Linked DNA regions of Mus musculus: region 1 is linked to region 2. A link is a contact called in public HiChIP or PLAC-seq data. All regions are on one chromosome and are shown on one strand. Each heading gives the region's core, a stretch centred on a gene start, on an enhancer-like site or on the middle of the called end of the contact. The rest is flanking DNA. Distances are from core to core; before and after follow the strand shown. Region 1 has its middle 110 kb from the start of Cdh11. Region 2 holds the start of Cdh11 (cadherin 11).

Evidence for each region. HiChIP or PLAC-seq counts read pairs in DNA pulled down with a chosen protein or histone mark.
Region 1: an H3K4me3 HiChIP or PLAC-seq map of embryonic limb bud shows a contact between it and region 2, with 2.0 times the contacts expected there. The contact joins the enhancer-like site here to the promoter of Cdh11 in region 2. A contact is called at or near these places in 1 of 39 promoter capture datasets (the 3T3-L1 cell line), 6 of 484 Hi-C or Micro-C datasets (MC3T3-E1-derived osteoblasts, cranial neural crest, embryonic fibroblasts and 3 more), 1 of 115 datasets of contacts at active chromatin or transcription factors (embryonic limb bud) and 1 of 9 other capture datasets (liver).

What each region holds. Positions count from the first base shown.
Region 1 is chr8:102,895,579-102,902,414 of GRCm38.p6, forward strand. No RefSeq gene overlaps it. Among named protein-coding and RNA genes, the nearest start is that of Cdh11, 110 kb to the left of the region's middle. Within about 2 kb of position 5,308, at least 10 of the 459 cell types and tissues checked have an H3K27ac peak or open chromatin away from gene starts, as enhancers often do. A contact at or near this core is called in embryonic limb bud, where this site is marked.
Region 2 is chr8:102,782,074-102,789,011 of GRCm38.p6, forward strand. Cdh11 (cadherin 11) reads right to left here and starts at 3,038. Exons shown (of 13, transcript NM_009866.5): 1 at 2,823-3,038.

The sequences.
Region 1 (6,836 bases), core at 4,058-6,557, 120 kb after region 2:
CCCACATTCATGGGTTACCTATTTGCTATAGATAAGAAAGGGAAACAGATTAGATATACATCATCTGTTGAATGGATAATAAAAATGTGGTACATATACATAGTGGAATTTTATCCAGCTGTAAAGAAAATATAACTATGAAAATACTTGAAATTTCCATTATATACATATACATATATATATATATATATATATATATATATATATATATATATATATATATATAGTGGAGACCCCAAATATATAAACTATAAAACATATACACACAGAGACACATACACAGTCACACACACAGACATGCACATTGACACACACACAGACACACTGACACACACACACATACACAAAACTATAAAACATAAATCTTAATCCTGTGCCAGGTATGGATGATCCTTTTGAGTTGTTAGTCAGGGTGTTCATGCAGAGACCCCAAATATATAGCCTTCTAACATTCTCTTAACTATTCACTTAAAGTTGAAGGCAAGATCACAATAGTAAAGACTTTGCATGTTTGAGTCACATAATATAAAGAACTCAAGCTAATACTAACAAACCAGAAAGCATCAGACCTATTGACTTGTTTTCACAGTACTGGGAGACGATAGTCAGGTTGCAAAGAGAGAAAAATCATCAATAGTCTTATCAGTCTATATAACTTGTAAGATAAAATAATGGCAGGGCTAGACAGGTAAGTTTATTGGAGAAAAGTGGTATGCATAACCAACTGCTTTCTGACTGAACATATGCATGGTATGCTTCATAAGAATGAACTTATAACTGGTGCAGCTAACGGTGTCAAAACACACAAGGTAAGGTAGGTCACGGGCCGTAGTAGAGAGTTTACTGTTATTGTTTGGCTAAATGGAAAGTCTCAAACTGCCCTCTGATTATTTACCTTTCTATCCATAGACATGTCTGGTAGGATAGAAAGTTGTAAGCTACTACGTGGATGTTGGGAATCAAATGCAGGTGCTCTGGAAAACCAGCCAATGTTCTTGACCATTATACTGTAATCTCTCCTGATTTCTATCCCAATTTTGGTAATGCTTTTGGCTGCTGAATTCTAAATTGACATGATCTGAGATGGTGTAAGTATGTGAATTATATACGACTTCTATAGCCATCCAACTCCATTTTGGTTCCTTGTGGCCTGCCGCAGTCAACACTGTGTGTTGTAAACCAGCTTCTCCAAAAGATCTTGCTTTTCTCATCATATAGAGTAGCCAGTAATTATGTTACATGCATTGTACACGAACACCTGTGTTTCTAGATTCTTGGTGACTGAATCAAAATATTAAAGGAGCATACACAATTGGCAGCAAAATATTTAATCAAAAGAGAATGAAAAGAGACATGCTACAAGGAAGCAGAGGGTTGAAGGAAAATGACTTGTGAATACTTTTTAGGTCCTTTCTCGTGTGTCTAGATATGGAGAAAAGCTGACTCCCTAGAGAGGATAATGAGGAGTTTTCTATTTGGCAGATGGACTGTTGTATAACATCAGACTATTGCACATGTGTGGGCTGTATATCCCATAACGTAAAACATATTTTATCTGTATAAATGTTTACCTGCATATATTTATGCGCACCATATGCATGTCTGCTGCTACTGTTGGCCATAAGAAAGCATCAGAAGTCATGGATCTAGAGTTATTGCAGGAAAGATCTACCATGCTGTGCTGGAGACTGAATTTAGGTTCTCTAGAAGAGCAGCCATTACTCTTATATCACGAGTCATCTCTCCAGAACCCCCTGAAATTTAAAGCATATATTCATCACCACATATATACATATGATATTGTCAATAGAGTTTTTCCCTAATAGGTTATTTCAGGGACAAATTAGCCTTCACTGCTCCTCAGAACTAAGAAGGCCTTGCTTAATCTTGCCTCCAAGAAGAAGTTGACCACAAATTTGCAACAGGAGCAGAGATGCTGGGTGTTTTACGATTGAGGAAAAAATAACATATTTTTGCCAAGGAGTGTTACCCTGGATCCTCAGGCTGACCTGGCATTGCCTGTCTTGGCTGTATTCTAGTTCTCTTCTTCTCCTTCTTCTTCTTCTTCTTCTTCTTCTTCTTCTTCTTCTTCTTCTTCTTCTTCTTCTTCTTCTTCTCCTTCTCCTTCTCCTTCTCCTTCTCCTTCTCCTTCTCCTTCTCCTTCTCCTTCTCCTTCTCCTTCTCCTTCTCCTTCTCCTTCTCCTTCTCCTTCTCCTTCTCCTTCTCCTTCTCCTTCTCCTTCTCCTTCTCCTTCTCCTTCTCCTCCTCCTCCTCCTCCTCCTCCTCCTCCTCCTCCTCCTCCTCCTCCTTCTTCTTCTTCTCCTCTTCCTCCTCCTCCTCCTCTTCCTCCTCCTCTTCCTCCTCCTTCTTCCTTATCTCCTGGACACATGTTATTAATTTGTTTGTGTCTTTATTATCTATCTCCTCTACAAGAATAAAGTGAATGTGTGCTGGCTGTAGTTACCTAAATGAGGGAACCATAATTGAGAAAATAAGATCAAAATAGGACATTTTGAAATCTAGTGCCTATTATGGGTTGGGCAATCCCTAGTCAGGTAGTTCTGGGTTCTATAAGAAAGCAGGCTAAGCAAGCCATGAGGAACAAGCCAGTAAGCAGACTGCCTCCATGGCCTCTACATCATCTCTGACCTCCAGGTCCCTGCCCTGCCTGAATTCCTGCCCTCACCCCTCTTGATAATAAACTGTCATATGAAACTGTGAGTCACACGAGCCCCGTCTTCCCCAAGGTACTTCTGGTCATGGTATTTCATCACAGCAATAGTAACCTTAACTAAGACAGAAATCATGTTTTTGTGCTGTGTTTTGTTTTGTTTTGTTTTTGATTTTTTTTCCATTTTTTATTAGGTATTTAGCTCATTTATATTTCCAATGCTATACCAAAAGTCCCCCATACCCACCCACCCCCAATCCCCTACCCACCCACCCCCCCTTTTTGGCCCTGGCGTTCCCCTGTACTGGGGCATATAAAGTTTGCGTGTCCAATGGGCCTCTCTTTCCAGTGATGGCCGACTAGGCCATCTTTTGATACATATGCAGCTAGAGTCAAGAGCTCCGGGGTACTGGTTAGTTCATAATGTTGTTCCGCCTATAGGGTTGCAGATCCCTTTAGCTCCTTGGCTACTTTAAGTGTCCAGTTCTAGAATATATGATAATACTCTCACATAATGAGAACATAGTAAATATTTAAGAAATGAATGGATGGGCCTAAGCAGTTTTGTATGGTGGCAAGCCTGAGGTTTCATACATAATTTATGATAGATTTGGTATTTAAATATGTGCATTTTGAAATTATAACATTAATTAAATTAAGACAAATGCAACAAGAGTACCCTTTTGTTATGTAGAATAGTTTTCTTTTAGATGCTAGCCACAAAGATAGGCTTCATGAGGCCACTCGGTTCTCTTTTCAGAGAAATGTATTTCTGGGAAATGGCAAGTTTTTGTTGAAATCTGAATCTTTGTACATTTTAAGGATGAAAAAAACAAAACAAAACAAAACAAAAATGTTGATAACTTCCTAGCATGCCTAGGTCAGAATGTTCCAGACAGATTACAGGCTCCACATGGAGAAGTATTGATTTGCAGGGTGTATGCCATTTGAAACACAGTCTTAAGAAGCAGCAATGGCTCTACCAGGGATGCAGACATCCTAGGGTTCCTGAGAAGTATCTGCCAGGAAACACAGGTACCTGAAAAGGTAGTTAAAATGCAGTCTCAGACCTATGTTAATCATCTTTCTATCACGTAACAGATACACAAGGTAGGAATAAGGTTGGTTCAGCTTCATGGTTTCATAGACCAGTCCATACTGACTGAGCCCATGACTTTTGGGTCTTTGTTGAGGTCATACCTCATGACACAGAGTTTATAATGAAGCAAAGCTGCTCACTTCGTGAAGAACAGGAAAGGAAGGGCAGAGATGCTGCTGTTATTTCAAGGTCATCTCCTCTGTGTCTTAACCTTCTTTAGGTACTATCTTTCAAATCTGCCCATTCCTAATACTGCTACAGAAAAAAAAAAAAAAAAAAAAAAAAAAAAAAAAAAAAAAAAAAAGAACAAAAACCTCTAACCCAGAGTGTTTAGCATAAACTACAGGCATAATTTATAGCACCTGTTGAGTGAGAATCCTTGCAGCAGGATTTTTTTTTTTTCCTATTTAAGAAGTTCCCTAGATGATCCTCAGGCCCCTGATCTTTCTTACTTTTCAATTCGTGGGTACTAAGGTTATGGATAATGTAGCAGGATATCTGTGGGTATCCTGAGTTGAAGGTGGGGAAAAGAAGAGAGGAACTAGCCATTCACCTGTGTGACGATCACCTGTGATTTAACTAGACAAGAGGTACATTCATTAGGGCCTATCACTATCGTGTGTGTGTGTGTGTGTGTGTGTGTGTGTGTGTGTGTATTTCTAAGTCTGGGGCTTAGACTTCCTTTTCCTTGTTCTTTCAGCATATGGCAGTGTCTAGCACAGAAGCAACAATCATGCTATGTCCAGCAGATAGATAATATTTGTGTTTGTCATTTCTTATAAATGCTGCCCAAAATTGTAAGCTATCTATGGTAGAAAAATAAGTGTCAATAAGGCAATTTTTAATAATAATAGAAAATACCAGATTCCATGGAGTTTTAGGAGAATGTCAGGGTCAATGGGTAACAATAATATAATATTCTCTGGATGCAAATAGCTAATTTCAAAGCTACTATTAATCTACCTATTAATACATACCCATGTATCAAATGCTTAACTATGAACCCAGATACTTTATTTAGAAAAATTTATTACATAAAACAAATGTGAACACATGTATCTAATTGCCTTTGTTGGGATAGGAATGCAGTGTATATATATTAAAGAAAAACCTTCAAATAGTGTACCAAGGGGCTGATTTTTTTTTTCTTTGAGTAGAAAGAGAAAGTTAAACAAGGCAAACTGGGAAAATTTTAGAGCAAGAATGCTTTGCAGAATTAAAGAGAAAAATAACTAACTCTCCATTCACAAAATGGTCCGGGTGTTATCATTTGTGTTCCTCGTTTTCAGATGGATGGGCTGAAATTAAATGGTTATACTAGATCAGCTAGTAAGAGCTGCAGATGTATCAGACTCAGCAAACCTGAAGCTGTCCAGAGCCCTGGATTTCTGAAATTCTTAGCAATGTATTATGAGCCATTGGTAAATGATCCTGTAGCATTTAAGGAAACAGAGTAACCGCAGAGCTAGGTCAGCTGCTGTGGCTTTCCAAGAGATGCAGGGCAGGAGTAAGCAATTCCAGCAACCATAATCCTAGGCTTAATTACCCAAAGGGCAGCGGGAGCCTTCAGTCACCCGCAGAGTCTGTGGTTGGAACAAGACTCATGCGTCTAATAAAGAATCAATAACACAGGGGCCACTGCATAGTTTTCTACTTGCTGAAGTGAGGGAGGGGCTCACTCGGGATATGACATCAGGGCAAAAGGGAAAGTGATCACAAAGAGGGTTATATGTTTATTTTTAGTTTCAATTAATAATTTTTGCTGAGACATCAACTTTGGAGAGACTTTTTAAAAACTTGCAGCATAATTACTTTCTAATTGCTAGAAATGAGTAGACATCAGAGTACAATATTCCTATATTTTTCTTAATTGTGAAATTACTGAACATCGATTTGCATCCTCTAACACCTTTATTATTACTTGAGCGGAATAAAATGGTGTTCGGATCGTAGCTCCTCCCACCCGGAAGGAGGCCTTAGAGATTGCCTTGCCAGAATTCCACACTTCAGACATGATGAAGCTTAGAAGCTCAGACAAGGCAAGCGCCACACCTGAGAGCTCTCAGACTGTGTCAAAGAAGAGACAGATGTGGTTTTTGGAAAACCAGACCTGATTACCATCAGAATCACCTGTTTCTTTGTTCTCATTCACTAAATAGGAACATTATCCCAACACAGGTTAATTGGATTGCTTGCTATAATCTTGCTCCCTCCAACACACCGTTCCCATTGATTTTCTTTAATGAAAACATACGCTGAAACCGCTTCAGATTTTCTGATGTTACTGAGGTCGAGATGACTGTCCTCCTGAGGTCTGTGTGAGGTTTTCAGAGAGGTGTTGAAGTCTGGAATTGCGGGGCTTTGGGGAAGTAAAGTAGGATGTGATAGGTTGCTTCGTCACAGGACCAAAGCCACACATCTAATAAACTCAACTCCTACAAGTGTGATCTCAAATGTCTCCATACGTTGATCTGTCTCAGATGGCTATATGTCTGAAGGCTGGCTAACACAAACATATTCCCAACAAAGCTGAATTTTGTTACTACAGGGATGGGGGTGGGGGAGGCTTCCCATTCTGTCCTTTCTGTATGCTTTACAGGGATACACACCTAATGTTCTCCCGCCCAAGGCATTTATTTTTCTCTTGAACTCTCAGCTCTATGCTATGCCTGCCCTCACCAGGCCTTGGTTTACTCTCTCCATTTTTCTAAGTCCTTGTCCCTTCTCTAAGCATCACACTATTTTAAGTACAGTAAGGTTTCTTTTCTTTGTTTTTGTCTTTTCTATAACATGGAGCCAATGCATTGAAGGAACTATGATTTTCCTTATATCTCCATCTCTTCTGCTTAAACAGAAGTAAAAACAGAAATTTCATCTTTGACATATCTTAAATAAAATGTGTTCTTAGATTTCCAGAGAAGTGAAAATGTGATTATAAATGCAAGGTTAGAATCTCTCCCTCTCTCCCTCTCCCTCTCCCTCTCCCTCTCCCTCTCCCTCTCCCTCTCCCTCTCCCTCTCCCTCTCCCTCCTCTCCCTCTCCCCCTCTCCCTCCTCTCCCTCTCCC
Region 2 (6,938 bases), core at 1,788-4,287:
AATCCTGACAAAGCAGCCATGTAATTCTATTCAAAGTGAAAGAAAAACCATGAATTATGAAGACATGTGCATTAAAGGGGCATGAAATTGATCCACATTCCCCCAAATGATGACATAGCTCTCCAACTCTGCACCCTTCTCCCACAAATAAACATTCTGAAGCCACCACAGAAAATGTGGAAATATGAGTTCTGTGCCAGAGAGAGGAGAGAGAGAGAGAGAGAGAGAGAGAGAGAGAGAGAGAGAGAGAGAGAGAGAGAGAGAGCTGTAGCTTTTACTTTTATTTAAATTAACAAAAGATTGCATCTTAATTGAAAATAGAATTTAAGTTTCTAGTAATTTGCTGTGGTGCACTGATAAGCGTTCCGAACATAATGTAAATTCTGGAGTGTTATCAAGATGGCCCAGTGTTTCCACAAAAACTATTTTTAAAGGCTTTCTTTCTTTCTTTCCTTTTCTTTCTTTTTTCTTTTTGCTTTTGTTTTTTTCCTAGTATGCAATAAATCCACGTTAAACAAATTTCCAAGACTAGATCATCTCATTTCCATTATCCTAATTGTTTACACACACACACACACACACACACACACTCCAGAGATGAAGATTCTCTCTCATTCTCTCTCTCTCTCTCTCTCTCTCTCTCTCTCTCTCTCTCCATATGACATCCCAATCAGGACATATAGAACTAATAATTATAAGAGTGTCAGTAACCATTGCTTGCTACTAAAGATACAAGTATAGACTCCAAGGACTTCAATATGTTTGTTGGGGTGCAATGCCTTGTCTCAGAAGGCAAGATGCAAACCCCAGTTCCACCCAGCAAAGTTTCCTGGCCTTTAGATGCCTCTGTCTGGTCTCTTCTGAGTGCTGATCACATTCCTTTGTACTAGGCAGGATAGATGTTTTGCACAGAGGGTTCGAATACGAGGGCCTAACTGGCCAACCCTAAAACTTAAGAGTCAGAGATTGTTTAAGGAACTTAATGTGCCTGTGGCTTCAGGGTCCCTCTAGTACTGGCCACAGCTATGTCCCTTTGTTTTGTAACTTTTATTCCTTTGTTCTGATAGAAGACCAAGCTGCCTGCAGCTGGGGTTGAGCATCCCTTTCTAGGTTCTGGGGCTCTGTCTCCTTGCTTATGAGAGAAAACAATTCCAACATTATTGAAATGAAGGCCAGTCCCTTCTCTTTTTTCTCTGCTACCCTTAAAGGCGCTCGCACTCAGTTCAGCCTCGTTAATATGCTGATGAGAGGGATCCTCGGTCCTGAGAACACATCTGTAGACCGGTCCCCAGAAATTCCAGACACCCCGCAAACCCCTGGACGTCTGCTACGAGCCCTAGAGATAAGGAAATTGATCTATCCTCTCGCCAGATTAATTATCACTGCTTTCTGTGATTAAACCCAAAACTTACTGCTTCCTAGTCCACAGATAAGACCGATCAGGAGAAAATAGGAAAGGATTCGGGAGCCATCGTTAAAGATTTCTTGAAGAAAAAAAAAAAATGAAGGGGAGACTTTTAGACAAATCTCTACCCTCCTGCAGTGCCAGGCTTTCATTAACAAACCCACTCCCAGCCCTCAGGGACGACCCTCCGTCATGCAGAAACGGCACCGTTAAATAATTAGAAGATGCAATTTCTTCATAGCAGTGCGATAGCCCGTGAAATTCCTGCTGCATTATTAACAAAAAGCAACAGGGCTTCTTCGAACATCTAGCGAACCTTTCACCCGCTGAAGGCAGGAGTGCGGAGCCCGGGTGAAATCCGGGCCTTGGCAAGAGAGAGAATAGGAAGCCTCCTGGGTCCCACTTTCTCCGGGGACCAGGAGCGAAAAGACCCTGCCAAGGCTAGGCTGGGTTGCGAGGGGAATTGGATGCTCCCGCAGCCTCCAGCTTCCCGCTGCTCCTTGCTCTCAGCACATCCCGGCTGGGAGGCCAAGCACAGGGAGGGAGGCCGATTGTGAGGAAACAGTGGAGGCTTGGAGCGCTCCGAGAGGAGGCGCAGGCTTTCCGGGAAGGTTTGATTCTCAAAGTTAACATTGACCCTAGAAAGCTTCCTCCAGTCCAAGCCCGAGTCTAGTCTGAGTCTGAGCCGCTCACAGAGCATTCCCTGCATCACTGGGAGGTTAGGATAGGTGACTGAAGTCCCCGAAAAGGCGGGGGCTGGAGGGGCTAGCTCACACCGCAACCCCCAGCCTCTGAGCCGCAGTCCACAGCCCCCGACCCACACTATCAAAGTGCGGCCAATCCAATCGCCGCTCCCTCCCGGCCGCCGGCTATCTTCTGGGCTTCGACCGCACTCTCTACACAGGCACCGGGTCTAGGGGAGCTCTTTAGGAAGGCGCGGGAGGATCCCCTCTAGGAACCCCGCAGAGAGCGATCTTGTCTGGGGAACAGGCGCAGCGCGGGCGGGCACCGCACAGGGGTCGACTTTCCCTAGAGACATCACGGGAGCAGTCTGCGTGTCCAGAGCTCCGCTCTGCAGTTCCTTGCCCCAACCCAAAGCAATCCCCCTGTGCTGAAGCCTTGGTGCAACAGCCCCTCACCCCGGGGGGGGGGCAACAATCAAAGAACCGGGGAGCGCACATCTGGCGCCTCAAACCCCTGCTCTGCCTGCGTCCACAGCAGGCTGCCTCCCTTTTCTCTGATTTTTAACCTCACCCCCCCCCCAAAAAAAAGCCCTTCTGCTTTGCTTTACTGATCTCCATCAGCCAGCAACCTCCCCCTTCCGCAACAGTCTCTTTCAGAAGCAATTCTTTCCCCTTTCTGCCTACTCCGAGAAGCCCCATCTAGATAGGGTCTAGAGCCGAGCAGAGCGCCTCACCTGGGGCCGTTGCGGGTGGACACGACCTCCTGGCCGGCTGTCCCTGGCACGGGGCGAGCGCAGCGGTGTCAGCCCGGGCCCCGGTCCGAGTCCCATTCACAAGTCGGCGGCGGCTGCGAGCGGCCCCCGCGGCATCTGCTCCTCGGCCCGCGACGCTCCCCTCAGCTGGCGGCGGCCGCGGAATGAGCCGCGGAGCGCGCTAGTGGCAGGAATGAGAAACCGGGGGGAGGTGGCGGGCAGGCGGGCGGGTGAGGGGGGAGGAGGAGGGAGGCCGACGCTGGGAGGGAAAGGGGGGCGGAGAGGAACCGAGGCTGCTAGACGCCGAGAATTGGGCCTGGAGGAGGCGATGGATGCCTACCCTGTCGGCGCTCCTCCCCCCCTGGGGCCCCGAGAGATGCCAAACCCAGGAATAGGTGGCCTGGCCGCCCCTCCTGCCCTGGGTCGCAGCGCTCCGTCTCCTGTGGGGGCTCAGACACAGTCTGGAGCGACTGAAGTTGGGCTCCGGGGATACACAGCCAATCAGGAAGGACGACGGAGGGAAGCTGGAGAGGGCTTGAGAGCCCCCATTTTCCTCTTTTCCTGAAATCCGCTCCAGCTGGACAAGCTAGGGCCTCAACCGGCCCGCCGGAGGATGGATTGGATGGAAGGCATTGCCCAAGTAGGGGAGGCAATCCGGAATTAGGGAGCGCATTCTAGGCTTTATCAGTTAGCACTCTGAAAATATCTCCACGTTGACCACTCCTGCCCAGTGCCCTCTCCCACGAACCTTCAGCATCCCGGTATCTATCCTTTGAGAAATCCGCTTGCGGGGAAATCGGTGAAGACACTAGACAGGGGCATTCGGACTTGAGAAGAATAGAGTTTTTCCTCAATGTTGTTCTACCCTACATGCAAAGCCTTCTTTAGGGTCAGCCCCACCAGGACAGAGTCTCTAGCTTCTGTTCCAGCCAATTACAAGCAACACCCCCATCCGGCAGTTTCACTTGTTGCCTCCCAGAATGGACACCACAGAGCCCCTCAAGGCCCCAAAGAGAATGCCATTCGACCAGAGGATGGGCCTACGTGAAGAATACCCGCACCCTGACTCAGCCCCCTGTTTATATCTTTCTCACGAGAACCCAGCAAAGGATACCCCAACCTGATTCCTGTCCACTTTACAGTGTCTGGGCAGAAGAACTGGATCTTCAAAAAAAAAAAAAAAAAGCGCCAGGGACTGGGCGGGGCGGGGCGCTCTTCCTACCTAGAGCAGCGTGGGGACCCGCACCGTGACTGGGAACTAAGGATCCATGCTTCAGTGGGGACCTTGGATTAGGACAAGTTTCCAGTCTGGAAGATGTTAGAAAGAGCAGAAGTAGAGTTTCCAATGGGCGAAGGATAAAAAGGGATTTTTTGAGGAAAGTCGCGGTGGCTTGGGAGTGGCGACCTCAGGAAAAGAACAATAAAATGACAAGGGACAAAAGCTGGACTATGCAGCAGAAGCAGGAAGACCTAAAGGGGGAGTTTAACAGGAATCAGAAGTTAAAAAAAGAAAAGAGGCCACCAATGGAAGAGAGCGCCAGGACCCAAAGCGCATGGGAAGGGCACTTGAGAACCCAGGGAGAACAAATGGTGGCTGAATCCCACCACCAAAGCACTTAGCCACCAGTCCTGGGGACCCGGAACTCTCACAGATCAACGGTCCCCGTCGGGCTCCTGGAAATGAGATCAGGAACCAAGGCGCAGACAAGACCGCTGGAATATCTGCCCTGTGCTTGCGTTTTCCGCAGCATCTCCAGGTCCCTGTGACACTGGGTGCCGCCCCTACCCCCCACCCACAGTAACCATACTGTTGGAAAGGAAGCGCCTGTCACTCCGTGTGGACGTGGCCTTTAAACTGCCCACTCTTTTGGGGAAAGGGGGCGCTAAGCTTTCAGCTACCCACTTCACTCATCTCCCAGCTTCCCTCTTCCCTCATTCCGGATCGTGCCCAAAGTTCCAGGCCTCCCACCGCCACCGCCACAACACACGCCGCCGCTGGTAGCAGCTGCTGGGCGCCGGAGGGGTGTGGGGGGAAGACTAGCAAGCAGGGGGGGGGGGGAGGTGGTGGTGGGGGGAATCCGGTACTTGTCTGGAGACTGCTAGCTGAGCTTTCTACCTGCTCATCTTGGTGCAGGGACCTAAGCCCCTTCTACCACCATTGGGTTAGGTTTTCTCTTTCTTCTTGATTTCTTTGGCTCTGTCCTTTCATCTGAAGTCGGATCTAAGCCCTAAAACTTTGGGCACGTTCCAAACCACCACCGGAAGTCCCCACTGTAAAAGAACAGAGGGGCTGCTACCTAATCATTCCCACATAACAAGTGAAGTTACAGGGAGGGAGGAACGAACGGAAAGTGTCCCACTAACCCTGGCATTTATGACAGCTCCTGGATTTTCCAATCTTTACCGCGCTGCATGAAGGGAACGAGCAAAACCTACAGCTAACATCCATGTAACCTCTTGCTGGAGCCTGCAGTGAGGAGAGCACCGTGGAGGATAGGCTCATGGACTCCAGTTCGAGGTGTAGCCCAGTCTGAGCCTGTTTACTTGTGATGGGACTTGAGCTGGGCATCGCGTTTGCTTTCTGTCCAGAGTTCACTAAGTGACATTACTTGTTCTTTAGACTATCCATCCACTTCATGAACAATAACATCATCGAATATTTACAATGAAGCTGAACTTCTCTTGGTAGGTTTCAAGTGGCGCTGCACACTTGAATCAACAGTCTTTGCACAATTCTACACCAAGGTTCTTCTCAAAATCAGAAAAAGAAAAACAAAAAACCTGCCACACCAAAATAGTCACGTGAAATGTTCATACCTGCTTTAGTTCCATTGGAGTGTATATGGGAAACAATAGCCAAGGAGAGATGAGGCGGGCACGTAAGAGGTGATGTATCCATTCAATGGAATATTATTCAGCAAGAGAAAGGAGAGGGATCAAGACACTTGTCACATCACGGAGGAACCTCAGAAATATGCTAAAAGCCACATGCAATACGACACATTATTCCACTCATATGTAATGTCTAGAAAAGGCAAGTTTACAGATGTGGACGGCATAGCAGTGGTTGCCCCGGGGTTGAGGTTACAAACAGGAACTGGCTATTTTGAAGTGGATTGAAAGCAGTTTCTGCTCAGAAACGCTGTAAATCAAACAGCAATGATGGTTGTACAGATTTGCTAAAACATCTCAGATGATCATTAACAGGAACAGGCATTTCTTTCAGGACGATGAGCGGGCCATTCCGTGACCCACGACTAAACCCCACAGGGGGAACTTCTTGCAAGGCATTTGAAGAGAGAAAATAAGTGGAAAAACTTATTTTCTTCAAGTCTGGTTCTTACGAGCTGCATTAGAGAACCTTATACATGTTAGAGTACTTAACCCTCATCCCTACCCCGTAGTGCTCTAAGCCTCATCCCTACCTACCCCGTAGTGCTCATAAGAGATTAATTCCTAGGGACTCAGACATTCTTGCGCTTGACTCTGCGAGCACACCTACACAGCGTACAGCGTGCATTTCAGAAAGGATTTTTCTTCTTTTTATGATGATGTTAGGATCTATCTTCCAAATCCATATTAAGCACTTGGGTGGAGCAATGTGTGATTTCAGCTCAGATTGTAAAAGGAAAAAGAATAAAGAGAAAAAAAGAGAGAGAGAAGTAACTCCTCAAGTTCCCCCAGGCAGCTACCAAGTTCTGCTGCTTATTTTCTTTGGTGTTTTTGCTTTGCTTTACAGGGGGGTTGAAAACTATGGTTCAAGGTTGTCTATGCCTCCCAATGCAAACCCGAGGAAGCCCAAATGAGCTTCCTCTAGTCTCTGTCTTTATCTGTTTAGCAGAGCTGATAATTTCATGTCTTTCCCTCATCAAAGGGACCCGGTCCCTTTGATGTGCCTTTCCTCTAACTCTGAAGATACCCAGGGCCTAGGTGGCGATTCTTCATTTCTAGCCAGAAGCCCCAGGGTCCCCAGATCTTCTAGAAATTTTTCTTCTAGTAGGCCTTTTGGTAAAAGACCTTGCAAGTAAGGCAAAATCCAAACAGAGAGTAGATTTCCTCAGACTGACTTAGCTTCCATACGTGCATTCCCTCCCAAGG